Linked DNA regions of Mus musculus: region 2 is linked to region 1. The links are chromatin contacts, called in public promoter capture Hi-C maps. All regions are on one chromosome and are shown on one strand. Each heading gives the region's core, a stretch centred on a gene start, on an enhancer-like site or on the middle of the called end of the contact. The rest is flanking DNA. Distances are from core to core; before and after follow the strand shown. Region 1 holds the start of Rab11fip4os1 (RAB11 family interacting protein 4 (class II), opposite strand 1). Region 2 holds the start of Slc46a1 (solute carrier family 46, member 1).

Region 1 (6,426 bases), core at 1,802-4,301:
TAAACAAACTAGGAGAGATTTGACGTCACAAGTTTTAGGGTGTGAGACATGCTACAGTGAGAAGCAGGTGGGACCCCAGGTTCTACTTCACCTCCTGGGGGGAGGGACACTTGCTGTGGCTGTGGTGGGGGTTCCGGAGAGAGAACAGTGGGGAACTAGGAGGCTGGGGAGACAGCAGCTGTGACAAAGAGAATTATGAAGAGCACAGGAGGGGAGGCTGCAGCGTATAAGGGTACCACGGGTGACTCTTTGACCTGGGCATCTTTAGATGGATGGTAACATTAGATTCTTACACTGGCAGCCACACAGCAGGAGCAGGTGACCTGCTGCCTTCTGGTTTGATGGGTTCCCTATTAATCTTCCCACATAGGTGGATGACCAGGTACCCAGATTCTCATAGTTAGGCTTTGCCTCACTGCTTGACATGGGTGGCCACAGCCCCTAGCCAGCATGCCCTTGCTTTGATGCCCATGGGCCCATTCCTCCACAGCTCTCATTACCATAGGGACTGGGGGGCCACACAAAAGGGAAGCCAGTAGGCAGCCCTTGGAGCAGACTGGGGAGTGGTATTTGGGGGTGGTGGTGGTGGAAGCTTGTCCTGGAGACACCATCCCTGGATATCTTCTGGCATCCTCTCACCAGACCAACATTTCCTGAACTGAGAAATATGGTCAACAGCACATGTAGCAACACACAGTGACACTTTCCCCAACAGGTGTGCCAGGCTCTGGGGACAAGGGTATGCCCCACAGTCAGCATCTAGTGCTGCACAGGAATGGTTAAATAAACATCCAGAGTGGACTTGCCCAGGCCTGTGGTGCCCAGCACCGGCCTCCATGGGACCTGGAAGAGGAACAGATGCAGAAGCCTATGTATCCTACAGCCAACAGGAAAGCACTTTATAGTCTCAAGGTGACTCCCAACAAGCCACAAGCTGCAAGTGACATCCACACCCTGAAGGGTTCACGTCCCTCCACTGAGGGCGCTCAGCTGCAGTCCTGACATCCAGCTGTGTGCCATTCTCTACCTCCTCAATCCCAGGCTCAGATCTGTACTCCCTGGAGACACACTGCAACCCCCCCCCCCCCCACAAGAACCAGAATCTGGCTGGCTTCTTGGTCCCACACTGACCTCTAGGGGACAGCTGGAGCACAGCAAGGTGCTGGGTGCCTGGTCCACAGCATTAGGATCTGCCTCTAGCTGGCTTCCTCGGAATTCTGACTTTGATGAGCTATGGGTTTGCTCCATCTCTTCCAGGAGCTGGGATTCCGGTGAGTTCTAAGGATTCACTCTGCCTGGATGGCTCAGGGACACTCAGGAGCCCACAGGCAGGAATTGGCCCATGTCCACCAAGCTATCTGACTAAGCCAAACCAAGTCACCTGCCATGCCTAGGAATACACAGCCTCAGTGGGTGCTCTGGCCAGAGCTGTGTGGAGGATGGGAAGAGGTTTGTCTTCCTGGAAGAGGCATAACACTCACAGTCACATTCTACAGTCCTACAGGGGAGACGGGAAGAGCCAGGTTGTTGAGATTGCTGGCTCCGTCTTTCTGCCTCTCTGGGACCTCTGGATTTTGGGAAAACAATACAACAAGACCATTGCTTATAAAGAATTCCCTCTTGAGGGTCAGGTCCTCCGAGCCTACTTCCCCTCTTTGCTAAATGCACCATCTTTTCTGGCTGTGGTTGAGACAGTACGGATGCCACGGAAGCTGCTGGAGCCCATGGAACATGTCCCTGCTCCTGGGTACCCCTGGGGTTCTTGGCCTCAGTGCATCTCTGTTCTCCAACTTCTCACTGCAAGCTTCGTTTTGACATGTCTTTGAAACATTGGACCTCAAGGGTGAAGGGGATGCAGAGACTCGGATGATTGTGGATCCCTGATTTGTCCTTGCATTAAATCAGACCTAGCCTGGCTGGGCAAGTCCTGCTTTTTGGCCAAGAAAACTGAGGTTCTGAGATGTTGAGGGGAACTTGCTGAAGTTGTATGGGTAGTCAGTGGCCTTAGTGAGGTGCGGATCCCATTTTTAAATGACGGTACCGCCTACTCATTCTGCACCCTCCACAAAGGCTGGGCCCAAAAAGAGTCCAGGGCCACTTAGTGTCAGCCCCACATTGGGGGTTCTCTGTCCCAGGTCTGGTTCCATTGGTCCTGAATGCATTCATGGACCGGACACAGTAAAACAGTTCTGGAGCCCTCAGCGCTGGCCTTACACACACTTGGAGCCTGGTTATCCAGGTCTACCCCTAACGGTTCTCAAGCTGAGCACAGTCTGGAACCAGACTTGTACCCTGGCCCCACAGCGGCTGGACGTTTAGTCTCTGTCATCTTCAAATTGTTAGACAAAATTTACAGGTTCCCTTTGTGAGGAGCAGGCATCTGCACTAAGCAGACTGGACAGAAAGAGCCTTGCTCATGACAGTGTCTCGTGCCACTAAGACGGAAACTAAACTGCTATGTGGAAATCAGGAGGGTCTTAGCTGGTACGGTAAGGGAGTCTCCTGCTACCTTAACCCTTTCAAAATAGCAGTTTGATGCTGGCCAATCAGCTTTTTGTTCCTGTTATTCAGTTTCTTTATTCCTGTGATAGCAACACTATGTTTTAAGTTTAAATTACTGTGCTTAAGAGAAATATAAAGCAGAAATGCTTCACCAGGGGGTAGTGCATGCCTTTAATCAGGAGGCAGAGGCAGGGGGATCTCTCTCAGTTTGAGGGCGTTCTGGTCTACAGAGGGAGTTCCAGAACAGTCAGGGCTACACAGAGAAACCCTGTCTCTAAAAAACAAAACAAAACAAAACAAAACAAAACAAAACAAAAGCCTGTAACCTGTAAGGTCCACTTGCTCAAGGACAGATAACTTCCTGAAATGCTGTAGTTTATGTACGATAACAAACCACACATTTTCACTTCTGTAAACAAGCTTGGTTGCCCCAACTGCACAGGATATGCACTTGATCATGGGTAGGCGGAGGAGGTACATAGGCAGGAAGTACGTCAGGATATATGCCTGCCCCTGGTTGGACAAAGGCAGGAAGTTTGTAGCCTCGTGAGTTTTGCCTTTATAAACTCCTGACTAATGGAATTCGGGGGCCATTCTCTGAGCTTGAGTCTCAGGAATGGTCTTGGCCAGTATATTTTTTTAATTAATTTATTTATAATATATACAGCATTCTGCCTACATGTATGCCTGCAAGCCAGAAGACTTCAATATAGATAGTTATGAGCCACCATGTGGTTGCTGGGAATTGAAATCAGGACGTCTGGAGAAATAGCCAATGCTCTTAACCTCTGAGTCATCTCTCCAGCTCCCCGGTCAGTATTTAATAAACCCTGTTGTATTAGAATTAAGTCATCGTCAGATGGTGAATCTCTGAATGACCAGATCCGTTACTGTTCCCACCTTACAAAACCCACTGTCCTGTTCCTGCCCTAGATCTTGTGTTAGTCCTGTTGTCAATGAAGGACTCGAGGAAGAGAGGGAGGGAGGGAGGGAGGGAGGGAGGGAGGGAGGACGAACTTATCTTGGCTCATGGTTTCAGAGTCTCACTGGGATCCATTGCTTGGAGACTGAGGTAAGACAGAGTAACACGGCAGTAGGAATGTGTGGTAGAAGCGTCATACCTCATGGTGGGGAAGGGCAGGGTGGTGGTGGTGGTGGTGGTGAACCTGATCTACCGACTTTTCCCTTTCTTGTCCTTTCATTCCGTCTGACAGGATGGCGGGGCCTGTATATTCAGGGCACATCTCCTTTTAGTTAACCCTCTCTGAAAACACCCTCCCCAACCCACCCTGAATGGCCTTTCCTAATCTTCTAAGTCAGTGTTTCTTACCTGTGGGTTCTGACCCTTTTGGGGACACATATCAGATCCTGTATATCAGGCATTTACATGACAATTCATAACAGTAACACAATTACAGCTATAAAGTAGCAATAAAATGACCTCATGGATGTGAGTGTCACCACAACATGAGGAAAGGGTCCTAGTACTAGGAAGGTTGAGAACCATTGTTGCAAGTATGTCTCAATCTGATCAGGCTCAATTATGAGAACCTAGGTAAATAATCTAACACCAGGATATACTCAGCCCGCATAACTGCAATCTTCAACTGAATTGATACACTTCTGTCTCTTGATAGTGCCTTAGCTTTCTCCGACACGGTCTGTTTGGCCACCCTCAGCATTACCAGACACCTCATATAGCTTCCTCCCTGCCGAAGCCCAGTTGGACACCACCACGCAGAATACTATGGCTCTAGCCTTCTTCCATTTCTCAGGGAGGTGGCCTCAGGATGAGGGACTACCCAGAGCCAGAGGGGTTTTGGAGCTGACTTGGGTGAGAAACCAAAAGAGTCCTCATCCAGCCGGAAGGTTCCCTGGAGACTGTGGATAGTGCAACTTAAACTGTCTCTGTGGTACACAGCTGTGCTTGCAAACAGTCCAATGCATTATAAACAGATCATTTGGCGATAACAGCAGAATAAATTAAAACACACACACACACACACACACACACACACACACACACACACACACACACTCTGTGCATTTATGTGGAAGCTAATGTGTATAGAAGCCAGGAAACTAGAGAGGGACAAGAGAGGCCTTAAGGGAAATGGGCAGAGGCAATAACGGAACACGTGTAACTAGGAACCTTTCTGTGAGTATGAGGAGCAGAGGGAGTGGGGAGACTAGAGGTCAACTAAAGCCAAGGATATATGCAAATACAAAATGAAGGTGGTCTCTATGATGGCTGCTCTTGGTTGTCAGCCCGACACACCTGGGAAGAATGGACATCCTCGGCTGAAGATTTGCCTCCATCAGATTGAGCTGTGGGCACGACTGTGAGACAGCTTATTATTTATTGATGGTGGAGGGTCCAGTCCAGGGCAGCTGTCCCCAAGCTAGCTCAACAGAAGCAGAGAGCACACCAGCAAGCAGGGTACCTCCATGGCCTTGGCTTCACTTCCTGCCTCCAGATCCCTGCCTTGAACGACTGCTGGTACTGGGTTGTGGTCTCCCTAACTTGGTTCTGGTCATGGCATTTACCACATCAGCAGGATGCAAAGAGGCACAGAGCTCTGGAGGCCTTGTTATTTCCCTAAAGGAGTGGCTTTTCTGCCTAACCACTGCCTGGTACCCACACCCGAGTTTATGTCACTGAGATGACTTAGGGTGTTTCTAGGTGCCCCATGATGGTGCTGGTCACAGAAATATCACACTTGGGACTCTCAGCCCCTCTAACTCCCCACCTCTAGACGGAAGGAGGGGCTAGAGACTGGGTTATGAAAACTAACTTTAAAATTAAAAAAAATTAATTACATATTTAGTGTGTGTGTGTACACACTAGACTTCCTAAGGGCTTCACTGTACCGATTCCAAAGTGATATTTTTTTCTTTTCTTGATTATTTTGAGACAGTCTTGCTATGTGGCCCAGGCTGGCCTCAAACCTGTGGCAGTCCCCCTGCCTCAGCCTCCTGAGGATTACGATTAGAGGCAGGTGCTACCTTACTCAGCAATCCTGTAGCTGTCTTTTGACTTTGATGCCAGAAGATCATTAGTGGAAAGCCCAGTCCTTCCAGACCTTCCAAAGCTGAGCCCAGGTGCAAATGCAGAGGGTGGCGGAAGGCAGCAGGCGCTGAGGCAGGGGCCCTTACCTGCTCCACACAGTCTGGGATGTCTGGAGAACATGGCAGGGTCCCTGCGCTCTCCACCGACAGCACGTCCTTCAGCAGCTCCTCACACCCTGTGGACAGACAGATAAACGGGCAGTGAGTGGTCTGAGCCTCAGTCCATAAGGCTGTTCTTCTGACTAATGGGCCTTGGAGGGAAGAGCTGGAAGAACGGGTGGCAGGGGAGGAGACAGCCAGCTGCATGGGCCTGGTCCAGGGCCCCACTCAAGGTGTCAGAAAGGCACCTGATGAGAAGAACTTCTTCCATGAGATGAACCTCAGCAGCGGGGACTAAGAGAGGAGACACTCACATATACAGAAGCATGCTGGGCGCACGCAGGGAAGCACCAGGCTAAAAGGTACTTCCCTCTGCACAGGGGCCGCCCACAAGGTTCTCTAGCAACCCCCCAGCCCTAGATAGGGCCACTCTTAGGAGGTCAGGAGGCTCCTACCCCCTGCTCAGCACAGAGAATCAAACAAACAAATGCCTCCAGAAAATCTTAGGGGCGCCTGGGCTTCCTCAGCTTCATTTCCTCGGGGGCTTGGGGGAACTTGACAGAAAAGCTGAGTATTCTGTGAGTTCTTAAAACTGCCTTTGGAATTTTGGAAGAAAAAAAGAGAGAGAGAGGATTGAGGAAAGAAAGGGAGGAGTTAGGAAGGGCTCAGAGAAGAGAGGGCAGATAATACATAAGGAAGCCCTAAGAGGAGAGAGACATGGCAGCCAGCTCCCTCCAGGAACAGAACCCATTTCTG
Region 2 (6,426 bases), core at 1,349-3,848, 1.2 Mb after region 1:
GGAAGACCACAGGCCTGTACTGGAGGGTGATTCTACAGAGTGAGAGGTAGAATACACAGCCTGAAAGACAGGCCCTAAGCCTATGAACTGTCTTCCATGGGAAATGAGTCTTTACAGGTTTAACCAGGAAGGACCTTGATGTAAGCTCTCCGTTTTAACAGGCTGATAAAGACGTGACCAGGAACAGAGGAAGTCTGCCACAGCAGAGGCTCAAGGAGATGAGAAACAGCTTCCCTCCTTGTGCTCCTGCCCTGTGACATTCTGACTTCAGTGACACTGATACTGACCTCTAACACCGAGAGAATAACTCTCTTGTTTAAGCTACCCAGCCTGTGGCAATTTGCTTCAGCCACTTTGGGGAAGGACCAAATGGGCCAAGGAGGGATGCATGTTGAGGGTACAGCATTTGAGTTCCTTTGCCCTGGTGTCTAGCTACCTATAGGCTCGCAATGTTTGTGATTCTGCTGAGACTCTGTGATGCAGCATCTTTCATCTTAGCACTTCTGAGGTTCTGTGGCCTTGGCAAATGGTCCCCGGTCCCTTTGGTGTCACTACCGAGTTAGCTGAGTTAACGCAGTTGCTATCATCAAACAGCTGACTCTGCACACAGTGCAGTTCCGGACTCTAGCAGAATACACATATCTTTTTTAGGGAGTTAACTTTTTCATTCTCTTGCCAGCTTCCTCTCTTCTCAGGAGAGTCAGAAGCGGGGCAGCAACAAGGGGAAGGGGTAGGGAAGGAAGAGGGAGGGAAGCCGGGGCAGCAGGAATTTTAGCTTTTTTAACAAGCCCAAAAGAAGGCAGAACATTCTCATTAACTCGTGGTTCTTATCCGAGAGCCAAAGATCAAGACATTAATGGCATGGACTTTGGGAGGCCAAGGGGTGAAGCAATTAGCTTATGAGCTATAATGTACATTAATTACTTTGGCCACTAAAGCTCTGTATTTTCTGTATATCAGAGATGGTATTTTTCTGTGGTTTCTCGGGTGTCTATCCTCTTAGAACACAGGCAGAGAATATAACTCTGGATCCAAAGCCACAGGCTTGAACCACATTTGGGGGGCAATGAGTGAACGGCCCCATTTTCACTTTACCTGTGAACATGAGGGGTGTAATGGTAGCAAACGCAAAGACCACCATTCCCAGGATGTTGAAAGCCAGGCCAATCTCAGCCACCCAGGTGTCAGCCAGGCAGAATTGCAGAAGCCTTAGGCCCAGCAGGCTGGTGAGGTAGGGTAGGTGCTGGGCTGCTGAGCCATAGCCAATCAGCTTGGAGTCCCAGCAGAGGGGTGCGCTCAGCTCATAGAGTGTCAGGATATCTTGAGCCCCAAAATGCACAGTAACCACCACGAATATGGCCAAAGAGTACAGGGCTAGATGCATCCTGGACTTTTCTGGGGCTGGAACCACATATAGCCGGGCAATGGATCGATGATGGCGGAGCGTGAAAAGCCTGGTGGACTTTGGCTCCTTCACCGTCTCACCAAAACAAAATGCTGCGTATAGAGCCATGACAATCAGCAGGGCCAAAGCCAGCCAGAAGGGGTTGGCATAACCCTGGGCCCGGAGCCAGTGACCCCCGAGAAGGCTTGCCAGGGTCCCGGCCACACCAATGCATGCTTCCAGCAGAGCCATCCGGAAGGTGCGACTGTGGTTAGAGCTAACATCTGCCACAGAGGCAAAGCTAGCAGCAAGGAGGCCGTTGAAGTCTCCCAGAAGGGCACAAAGAGCTCGGCCAAGCACGAAGAACCCGACGTGCAGTTCTAGCTGCACCACAAAGATGGACACCACGGCCTGGAGCAGCAGACCAAGAGAGGCCAGCACCAGCAATGGGCGGCGACCCACGCGGTCACTCCAGGCTCCCAGCAGGGTGGACCAGAAGAGTCCCACCAGGAAGCCTCCCACGTTCATGTAGAGGGTCCAGTGAGATGTCAGGGTCTCCACTTCCTGTAAAGACACAATCACTAGTGCGCAGGACCTCACTTTGGTTAGCTACCATCACCATCCTGGGAGCTATAGCCTTGCTTTAGAGCCCTAAGCCTCTTGGAATGTTCCTTCAACTTGTAAAAACAGGCCCTGGAGAAGCATTCCCTCCGTCGCTACACTAGATAACTTTCCAAGCCAGGCTTTCTCTAGGTACACCTCCAGCACAAGGCAGCCAGCCAGGGCAGGCCCCCTTTGGTCTGACCCGCCCACCACGCCACGTGTGTCCCGTCCCCTCGGGGACCCCGTCTTCCACAGGCCCCGCCCCGTGCCGCGCTCCGTATTCACAGCTGCTCTGGTCCCTGCTACCTTCATGAGGGGATCCGCGCTTTGGTTCCCACAGTTCTCCCGGTGGCGGGTGCCATTGTAGCCGAGCTCCGTGCTGAACCGGTGCCAAAGGTACTGTGTGGTGAGCGGTCCCTGCAGAACCAGGGCAAAGTTGGCCAGGAAGACTAGGGGCTCCACGGGGCCGCGGAAAAGCACGGGAGCGTTGAGGAAACTGTGGGGCGAGCCCACGGAGCTCACGCGCCCCTCCATGCGCAAACACGGAGGGGCTAGCACCTCGGAACCAGCTGCGGGAGGCCTGGACCAGTCTGTGCTGTCTGCGCCTGCGCCGGCTTCGGGTGCTTCTGTTAAAAGTCTAGAGGGGCGGAGCGTGAGACAGTCTCAAAAGCTTTGGTCCGCTGAACTCTGGGCTGGGTGTCGTCCAAACAATCCCTGTGGTGTGTCCTCACTTCAGGCAACGCAAAGATACTACCGTGCTGCAGCCCTCCTTCCTGGGCGTCGGAACACTCAAAAGAATAATCACTATATCAATAACTAACATTTATTGACAACGTAACTTTGTTCTGGGGCCAGGAATTCTGAATATATTATCTCGTGGCAACCTTATAGATTAGTCACTTAATGATCCGAATCCAGAGATGTGGAAGTAAGGTCGAAAGGCACGCAGGATTAGCGCACAAGACTGGATATGCCAGCTGCGTGGCATCTGCCTCTCGGCACATGTGCATCTGTGTAAGAACAGCCAGAGCCTGGTGGGCCACACTGGAGTACTTGTGCTCTGCCACTGATCCGTTGACCTTGCCTTCACTTGGAAGAAAATCTTAGTGAAGGCAGGACCTAGTGGCATGTGCTTTTAATCCCAGCACACCAGAGGTGAGGCCAGTTTGGTCTAAGCAATACTAGGCTAACCAAGGCTTGATGTTCTGTCCAAAACAAACAAACAAACAAACAAACCAAGAAAGAAAGAATGCCGAGCATGGTGATGCATGCCTTTAATCCCAGCAATTGGAAGGCAGAAGCAGGCAGATTTCTGAGTTCGAGGCCAGCCTGGTTTACAAAGTGAGTTCCAGGACAGTCAGGGCTACACAGAGAAACCCTGTCTCGAAGAAACCAAAAGAAAAAAGAAAAGAGAGAGAGAGAGAGAGAGAGAGAGAGAGAGAGAGGAAGTATTGGAAAATGACAATGAGATTTGGTACACTGAAAGTATTATTTTATATACATACTTTCAGACCAGGCTAACCTCAGACTCATAGAGATTCCCCTGCCTCAGGCTTCTGGATGCTGTTGCTATTAGACCTAATCGCTGTTGGCTATCATTAATGACTAATAGGTTGTCCCTTGCCCCTGTTCCTGTCCTAGGAGCCTTTCCTGGAGCTAGTGTCACATCAAGGACTGGGATCTGATTCTGCAGTTCTCTTAGAGGGTGGAGTAGAGACAAGAGGAGCCTGAGACTGGAGGCCCCTGGGTGTGGGCCTGTGCTCTTCAGTGCCCCTGTTGTAGGAACTGAGCTGGAGAACAGACATCTGCACTGTTGCTGAGCAGCTCAGACTTCCTGTCTGTCTGTCTGTCTGTCTGTCTGTCTGGGCTTCTGTTTTATTGCCTGTGAAAAAGGAGTGCCCTTACTTGGTGCCGTGGAGATCTGAACACAACACTGAAGCAAACAGATGAAGCCCCCCACCAGGCACCACAGCTTCTAGATTGGTGGGGAGAGAGAAAGAGCAGGATGTAAATAGTGTAGAATCCGACCATGGCAGAGGGTTTGAGGGTAGGAATAGAGGCGTCTCATGCTCATGTGGGGACCAGGAGCAGAGCCAGCAAAGTTCCCAAGAACTAACAGGACCCAGTGTGTGACCCACAGGTCCGATTCTTGGGGTGGGGAGTAGTAGTTCCATTTCTGCCTGCACTTGAGAAGACACAGTGACGCTCCTCTTCCTTGAGCCTGCAAGAGTCTAAGGCTCAGAATAGGTGGATGCCAAATAGGCACTGGAGCCTACCCTTCTCATGGGCTTCTAGAGATAGATGATTCTGTGTTACACATTCAGACCTCTTTACATCCGCATCCCACCACTCCCCTCTAACCCCGCCCATACAGAGCTTTTACAAGTGGGATCAGCTCAGGGAGGGAGACAGCTAAAACCTTGTAAATACTTCCTAGAGAGGAGCTGAGGTCAGGAGAGGCCAAGGTCTGTCAGCTGAGAGCTAGTCAGGGTGTGACTCAGTCTGTGTGTCTGATAACTAGGGGCCTCTTCTGACTCCTTGATAACTTCACTTTTCCTGGAGGATGTGAACCAATGTTTATGCTTGCTAACGATAGACCAAAATAACGATTCCGGCTTGGTAGACACGCAAGTTTATTGGAGCATGGAGACAATCACCAGAAAGGGTCACCCCAGCGTGGACGATGACCATCCTATAGCTGCATAGCTAGAGTTCCCCTTAGGGTTAGCCTCCAAACCTTTGTGATCTCCTGCACCCCCAGGGGCATCCTACTGCAGGAACAGAGGGAGGGAGCGCCTGGAATCTCAGTCACGCCTAGAAGTCCTTCCCACTCCCTCCTTCTGTGAGGGATGGTCAATATTCCTTGAATGCTTCCTGGAACTCGGCTCTGCTGGGGTCGTTGCCCTCTGCTCAGCCCATCCAGTGGTTTCCATTTTACTAGTGAAAGTCAAGTCACCCTGCAAACCACCGGTACCTGGGCCTCCTTCACCCTCCCCCTAGTCCTCCCACCTCACTCTGTTCTCCCTCCACTCTGGCCTCTCTGGCCTCCTCAGTCCCCTTCCAACAACCCGTCAATCTTACTCCTCTTTGCACATACCATTTCTTCTACCTGGAATGCTGTTCTTCCAGATGTCCATGCCACTGGCTGCCCCACCTCTGCTAAAAATGTCACCTGACCCAATGATTTATGGCAGTCACTCTTTCCCCCTTCTCCTGTAACACCCTCACCATGGGATTGTTAGGACTTTCTTGTTTCTGTTTATTGTTGGCTGTCTCCCTTTCCTAGAGTTAAAGGAATTTGGATCCTTCAGTATGGTTTCCCAGCTACCAGAATGGTACCTCACACACACAATAGATGCTCTAAAGACTTAGTTATAATCAGGTCATCTAGAAGAAAGGGCTCCCCCAGCTGGAGCCCTGGGCCATGTGGAGGCCTGTCAGTGTGGAGCTACAGTGCGGGGAGGGCAGAGTCCAAGAATCTATACTTGGAATCTATACATGAAGTCACCTGTCATCCAGTCACCCACTTGGAAGTCAGGGGCGGGGTGGGGGGGGAATAAAATGATCCTGCCTTTCCAATCTGCAGAGCAAGGAGGACGTGATCACGGGGGTAGGGCAGGGGAAATGCATGTTGACTCCGTTAGAATTCGAAGCTATAGTTAAATGGCACACAGCATAACATTGTAAAAATGTCCTTCCCTGTACATCACCCCCCACCCCAGCACTTTGTACTGGGGACCTTGCACTTGTCAGGAAATCACCTTATTATCACTGAGCTAAGTGCCCAGCCCCACAAAATGTTCCTAATAAAGTGTGATGAAGGCGTCTGGAGAGTTGTCTTAGCAACTAAGAGCACTTTTTGTTCTTGCAAATGACCCAGGTATGGTTCCCATCACCCACATGGCAGCTCACAGCTGTCTGGAACTTTAGTTCCAGGGATCTGACACTCTGTTTTGCCCTCTGAGGGCACCAGACATGCACATGCTACATAATCATAAACACAGGGAAATACTCTAACACAAAAATCAAATCTAAGCAATGTTTTTAAAGTGTGATGAAGGATAAGTGTTTAACTATATATGAATGCAGTCTTAAGGTTCCTCCCTCTGAGGGCTGGAGAGATGGCTCTGCAGATAAGAGCACTGGCTGCTCTTCTGCAGGTCCTACATTCAATTCCCAGTTCCAGCATGGTGACTCACAACCATCACTAACATCAGTTTCCCATGGGACTACTGCCCCCTTCTGGCCTCTTTTGGCACTGCACACACGTGGTACACAAAAATACAGGCAGACAAAACATACACATAATACACATGAATTTTTTTAAATCATTAAAAATATTTTAGCCAGGTGGTGGTGGCACATGCCTTTAATCCTAGTACTTGGGATGCAGAGGCAGGGGGCTTTCTGAGTTGGAGGCCAGCCTGATCTACGGAGCG

What was found. Promoter capture Hi-C pulls out the DNA fragments that hold promoters and counts their contacts.
Region 2: a contact with region 1 is called in a promoter capture Hi-C map of pre-B cells, with 5 times the contacts expected there. The contact joins the promoter of Slc46a1 here to the promoter of Rab11fip4os1 in region 1.

Annotation. Positions count from the first base shown.
Region 1 is chr11:79,619,788-79,626,213 of GRCm38.p6, reverse strand. It overlaps Rab11fip4os1 (RAB11 family interacting protein 4 (class II), opposite strand 1), which reads left to right and starts at 3,051. Exons shown (of 3, transcript NR_003283.1): 1 at 3,051-3,314. Rab11fip4 (RAB11 family interacting protein 4 (class II)) reads right to left here. Exons shown (of 15, transcript NM_175543.3): 3 at 5,659-5,747.
Region 2 is chr11:78,461,873-78,468,298 of GRCm38.p6, reverse strand. Slc46a1 (solute carrier family 46, member 1) reads right to left here and starts at 2,598. Exons shown (of 5, transcript NM_026740.2): 1 at 2,294-2,598; 2 at 1,096-1,948. The coding sequence starts at 2,521.